2 separate regions of the Gossypium hirsutum genome follow, and region 2 is linked to region 1. Evidence: chromatin contacts called from public Hi-C data. All regions are on one chromosome and are shown on one strand. The core of a region is the stretch at or near the end of the contact, and the rest is flanking DNA. Distances in the headings are between cores, read along the strand shown. Region 1 holds the start of LOC107933501 (elongator complex protein 4). Region 2 has its middle 3.5 kb from the start of LOC107933495.

Region 1 (3,302 bases), core at 227-2,726:
CAGGGATAAACTACCTCTTTGTCCATCGAGCTGACTTTCACCAAGATACTTCTTATACTGCCAAGCAATTCTCAGACCTTTCTCCTGCAAGTTCCTTTTAATATGCCATTCACATTCTTAGTCTTTAAATAAAACTGAAGAAGAAGACAAAGAGAAAAAGGAACCTGATCTGGATCGCGTTCCCGGGATTTGTCATCTTTGGATGCAGCAGGACTTGGCAAAGTACCCAAAAAACCCCTTGGATCTCTGGCTGGACTAGAATAGAGAAGAGGTTGGCCGAGAACAAGTCCCTGAGCCATGAAATTCCTCAACAAAAGCATGTGATGAGGTGCTTCTGCGTCTTCCATCACCATAACTAGACTTCCCAATGGGAACCCACCACCCAGTATCTCTGAATATCAAGTAAAAACTATTCAATAACAGAACAAATCACCTCAAAGAACTGAGAGAAAGCAAGGCCAAAAAAGAATGTTAGACAGTGATAAGAATAAGAGTGTATGACATTACTGTCAAGATCGGGTATCCCAGAAGATAGAAAGACCGTGCCATTTGGCCCACACTTAAGTCCGGGGCCATGAGATGGGGCTGCAGTGGAAAGGTTTCGAGAGAAGGTACTTGTCCGAGTCTTGGCCGCAGCCATAGCAGTAGCAACAGTAAAAAATCAAAACACCACTCAATGAAGTGATCTGAGACTTTCCTGGTTTAACTGCAGCAAGCAATACCCAGTTGCACAGTTAATCAAAACAAAACCTAAAAACCCAAAAAATAACTATCATTGAAGATGTCGAAATCAGCAATGGAATCAACTAAACAAGAAAAAAAAACATGATTATCATAACCACAGGATTAAAATTAAAAATGTTATATTTAACTTAAATTTGAGCTATTTTCCATTCAAACCTTTACCTATCCATTCAAAAGCATGTATATGGAACCACCCATCTTGGCTAAAATCAATGAACATAGAAAGAAGTATAACCTTCAATAACCCATATTGTTTTTCATTATTTTTAAGATGTATTTTTCTCTTTTCATTCAAGCTTTTTATCGAATATATGGTACGCAGCTGATTGGTAAAGTTTACCATACATCAAAAAAGCTCCAAAAGAGTGTTATTCTTTTGCTTTTCTGTCTAAGTAACAAAACAGGGAAGAATTAAATTCTCACCTTGCTCTCTTGAAAGAGAAAATTACAGCAACTGCTTCAAACTCTTCGGCTTCAAGTTTCCTGCCTCAAGAGTTGGCCGTTTTCAGAGTAATTATTTGCGTTTTCGTTTTGTTTAATCGATGTTTTTCAGGTTTTATGAAGCGGAGCTACTTGTTTGGACTTAACCCATTAGTTATTTCACTGGGCCAATGTTAGGCTTAGATTTATAATTAATTAATCTTTTATAAAATATCTAAACTATATATAATTCTCTCTATGCTTATAATCTGCTTGATATGAAGAATGGAAAAGAGTAATGATGAAAAATTTGCCAATCCAATGATTAAGATTCATAGCTAATTTCTTATATATAGTTTAACTGTTAGATTAAGAAAATTTTCATTCTTATTTAAACTCATGTTCTTTAGACCGTTGTTGTATAGTATTTTCATAAGGAAAATGTTTGGTGTTTAAAAATTATATGTTCAAAGTTTTCACTTTGGGACCAAATGAGTTTTAGCTCGATTAGTATCGACATTGTTGTTTATGTAGGAGGACATAGGTTCAAGTGCATTGAAACACATTTATCCTCCTATTTAAGGGTTGGAGAGGGATTGTGAGCAGTTCTAGGCATTTGTATTAAAAAAATGTCCAAATGGAAGATAATAATTCTCTTATATACCCTTTGTGATTGTTTAAAAATAAAAGCCAAAAAGTCTCTCATCTAAAATATTTTTAAAGCCAATTCTCTCTTATCTTTTATTATCTGGGTGCTCAAACTTCGAGTAAAATTGAATTAACCAACCGAACCAATCTAATTTGGCTAACCAGTCGGTTAATCGATCTAGCTCGGTTGGAGGTCAATTAAAGGTTTTTTGAAATTTTAGTTAACGGTTAATTCGGATCGAAATCAAGTAATTAATCGAATTAATCGAACTTAATAAATAATATTATATATTATATGTAGGATGACATATTTTTATGTATTAATTATATATTTATTTTGAGTATGATCCTACTAATTTGAGTTATTTATGGTTTTTTATCTTACAGGGACTAAATTGAAGGCAAAATGAAATTTGGGTGCTAAAAGCGTGAATTTGAAGTTAAATTGGGCCAACATGCGAAGTAGGAGAGAAATGGTGCCAAAAATGCAAAGTGTGGAAGATTTTGGGAGCAAAAATACAAAAGAAGAGATTTTATAGCACAAGACTCTATTTAATTTTTAATTATATTAGAATAATTATTAAGGATTATTATTTAGATTTAATTTTACTTTTATCTTTATTTATCCTTATTTATCTTTAATTATCTTTATTTAATTTTGTTTATCTTTTAGAATTTAATTAGGAATAAATTAGGTTTTCTAGTACTATAAATAGGGGATGGAGTGACACAAATTACACTCATCTTTTCTGTAAACACTCTCTCTCCCATAAAATTTAGCCTTTTGTTATTTCCATATTTTTCAATAAAAATTTTATTTCCATTACACTTATTTCCTTTTCCCCAAAAATCATGAGCCACTAAACTTATCTAGCCAAAGGTTGTTGAAAATCCCCAAAAGGGTTCATAAGGCTTAGAATCTGCACTTAGCTTTCTCAAATGAGTATTCATCGTTTCTCCGCATTACTGGGCTGACGCTTCCATCCATGTCCCTTAAAAAGTGATCTTTTCAACGTGTGCAAGGAAAGACTGCTTTGTATATTTTGGGAAGGTTGCACAGTCGGTTCGTTAGCTTACTGCGTCAGAGGTTGGCGAGCCCAAGAGACAAAGTGGCGTGGTATTCGCCATTGAGAAGTGATGATCTAGCATAAGATGATCCCACAAAAGCGATTGTTGGCTAGAGTCAGGTTCCGCTAAATCGTAAGTCTAAAATCTTTGAGCTGGTGGTCGTAGGTGTCCTCTTCTACTATAACTGGCTTTTTTGTTTGAGAAAGATCACCTAAAAGTCGAGGATTGAACCCAAGGCGGCTCGAGGCAACCGGAGGCCGGAATCTCTCCATAAGAACTCTTTTTCCTCAACTCTATTTGTTTCTATTACTTTCAAAATTTCAATCGAAACTTTTAATTCTATTTTTTTTTCAAGGTACGTACGTTTTCTTGGGCACGACTTTATCCAGGATTTTGAGGAACAAGCAATTGTGCAAATCCGG
Region 2 (3,167 bases), core at 301-2,800, 52 kb after region 1:
AGCACAATGTTTCTCTCAGTGAACCACAAAAAAAAAACATCATAAAAAAAGTGGATTCGAAAATCATCATAAAAAAAGACATCAAGAAGATTGAGGAACAAATCCAAAAGCTTGACAATACTAAAAATGGTATGTTTATTTTTAATTTAATAGTTTCAATCACTTATAAATTAACTTATTTAATCATTTCAAATTTTAGACTTTTCTTGTAATGCGTCAGAACCTACCCTACAGTCATGAGCTTTCATGAGTTGAAGGGTATGCTTGCTATCTCATTTTTGTTAACTTGCAACCGATTCATTTGTTTATATTATTCGATTTTTTGAAATGCATATATATTAGTATATGCTCATTTTTTGCATATATTTTCTAGGTATAATGCAAATGAAGATCTTTTGAAGAGAAGAAATTGATGCAAATAGAGAATATTAAAGACTATTACATTTTAATTGTGTTAATTTCAAAACTCATGTAGTGTTTTTAATTATGTAGTGTTTCAAGATTTATAATTCGATTATTTCGGTTAATTTAGTCAAATGAACGTTATCAAAATTTTTTTTGATATGTTTTATATTTGTTTTAACAAAAAAAAATATAAATTTTAGTTAATTCAATTAATTGACTAAATTAACCGAAATATTTTGATTTGACTAATTTTTTTTAAAAATATTGATTTGATTAACGGTTAAATAATAAAATTTTTTAATTAATTCAATTTATACTAATTTGGTTGGATTATTAATTCAACTGACTGTTTGACCATCCGTATCTCCCACCCAACTAGAATGATAATCTTGTTTTCCCCATGGCAGCCTTCATTTATAATTATTTACCATCATCCATTGTTTAATCGTTTCTTACTTTTTCTTTCCAAAAAGTTTAAGCTTTTAATATACCATCTTCCTCCCTTACCGAAAATTTAAGTCTTCATCATCTCTTTTAGATATTTAAGAATATGAATCTACAAAAAAAAAAAATAGAGAAGTTCCATGTCGTTTTTCATGGGAAGAAACCTAACATATACTGCTCATGGAAAAGTGTGGTCCTAGTTATTGGTGTTAAGAGAAGCATGTACAAGTTATTCGAACATGAGAGTGATGCAATTTGAGGGTTGGAAACTCAAGTGACGAAGTTCCTTCATCCAATATAATCATCAACATTCCCATTCCCTTCATAATTTCTGATCCATTCAAAAAATTTGCACCCATACCATATATTTGTTAAATCATACTTCCATCAAAACTGTATTTCACTCATATCAATCAACGACAATCTGATAATAATAAAGTAGAAACAACTAATAAAAAAAATTTAGTCATCAAGTAAAATAAAAAGGTTCAATAATCAAGTACATAAAGTATCAAATTCGAAATTAGATCTATAACCTGATAACCCATAGCTTTTAATGAGGGTCTGAGATTAATTTCTTTCAAATTATGGTATTAATCAAAATCCCCCTTCCAAAAAAATACCTCTTTATACTTTGAACACGCATAAAATTTCTTACCTTTGCTCCAAGGTATTTGAAATACAAATCGGCTCACTCAATCCCCCCACCATAAGATTTTGAGCTTCCTATAGGCATCTCCAACTTGCAATGTCATCTGAAACAAGAACCCTAACCCTCGACTTCAGAGAATGTTTTTTCTTTTTGGACAGTAACTTTTGTAACTTATAAAAATATTGTAAATATGTTTTACTTTTTTCAAAATTATTTCTAATGGAATTTTGGTAATTTAAATAATATTTTGTAAAAATGAATAAAATATCACACATGGCAGTCCTTGATTGGTGGAATTTTTTTAAAATAATAGTTAACTTTTTGGGTAAAACAAATTTTGAAGTGTAGCTTCGGTTGAGAGAAAAAAAGTTTAGGTACTAAATTAGGAAAACTAGTATAATTTAAGTATAATATTTTGGGTTAAATCTTTATTTTATTATATATTCGTGTGATCAATTTTTTATAAGATCGATATTAATTATATAAATACAAAAGGTTTTCTTGCATTATATTATAGGAGATGATACCGTTTGAGAGAATGGTACCAAACACAAGTACTATAGTCAGCTCGCGAACTTTTTAATTTGAGACATTTAAGATTTTGAAATGTAGTTGAGAAGACATTTGTTGTTCTAAAAAAATATTTTCCATATTAACATCACCTTAGTATAGAATAAAAAAACAAAATTGAATCATACTAGTATCTTGCATATTTTATAACTTGAATCATAAGTAGAATTAACACGATCCATACTTCGAAAAATATATGGAAAAAAATCTTGATAATCTTAAAAGATGTATATTCTAATTCAAATGATGAACTCGATCAAAAACTAACAAATGTTGATAAAGAGCATATGTTAAATATTAAAGAGTGAATAATCAAACAAATATGTACTAAAACAATTAGATAAATTTTCATATGATTTGTATTTTTCTTGTTATTTTTATTAGTAAATGTGTTATCAACTCTTTTTTTAGGCTAATGATTTAATTTTAATTGTTTAAAAAAAATTATCACACTAATCATTTTTATAATAATTAATATATATTTTTTTTTAAAATAGAAATTCACACTAATCATTTTTAACATAATTATGTTAAGAGTTTCCATGAACCTTCACCTCTTCATCAAAAAATTTGTCAGATACTCCATAAAATTCTTTTTAATAAAAATTTGCTGATAAAATTAACATAAAGCTGGTAAAAAGAGTAAATAAGCATTACAAGATGGGATTAGCATTTTAAAAATAAATAAAGAAGCACCTCACATACTCTAAATGCTAACATTTTTTGTGTAGGAAAATATTTTAAAACCCTATAAAATGCTATCATTTTTATTAGTGCCCAAAATTTTCTATCTATCATAATTTCCATGTATTTTTTTAGGCCCGACCACGCCATCTCCATGTTAAACCTATTTTCCAGCTGCCCTGCAGGAAAACTTGAAGATTTCTTGAGAATCATGTTAAGAGCAGATATAAGACATCACCTATGTCGGACTCAATTTAACCAACATCATCTTAGTCTTGCTTCTTTCAAAACTTCTCCTGCATTTTATATATGGAGTCATGTTAAGGATTCGGGTCGATTTGTGCAATGTTTTCTGGGCATCTACTGGCAACAACACCCAAGCTCAATGGGAACACCTTTTCCCTCACTGTGC

Evidence for each region. Hi-C and Micro-C count contacts between places; a contact is called where the count stands out from the background.
Region 2: a contact with region 1 is called in a Hi-C map of fibers, with 4 times the contacts expected there. The contact joins the enhancer-like site here to the promoter of LOC107933501 in region 1. A contact is called at or near these places in 12 of 34 Hi-C or Micro-C datasets (anther, fibers, hypocotyl and 5 more).

Annotation. Positions count from the first base shown.
Region 1 is chrA12:43,949,074-43,952,375 of Gossypium_hirsutum_v2.1, forward strand. LOC107933501 (elongator complex protein 4) reads right to left here and starts at 1,477. Exons shown (of 9, transcript XM_016865729.2): 1 at 1,168-1,477; 2 at 508-706; 3 at 165-391; 4 at 15-84. The coding sequence starts at 640.
Region 2 is chrA12:44,001,366-44,004,532 of Gossypium_hirsutum_v2.1, forward strand. No RefSeq gene overlaps it. Among protein-coding and RNA genes, the nearest start is that of LOC107933495, 3.5 kb to the right of the region's middle. Within about 2 kb of position 1,551, at least 4 of the 9 cell types and tissues checked have an H3K27ac peak or open chromatin away from gene starts, as enhancers often do. A contact at or near this core is called in fibers, where this site is marked.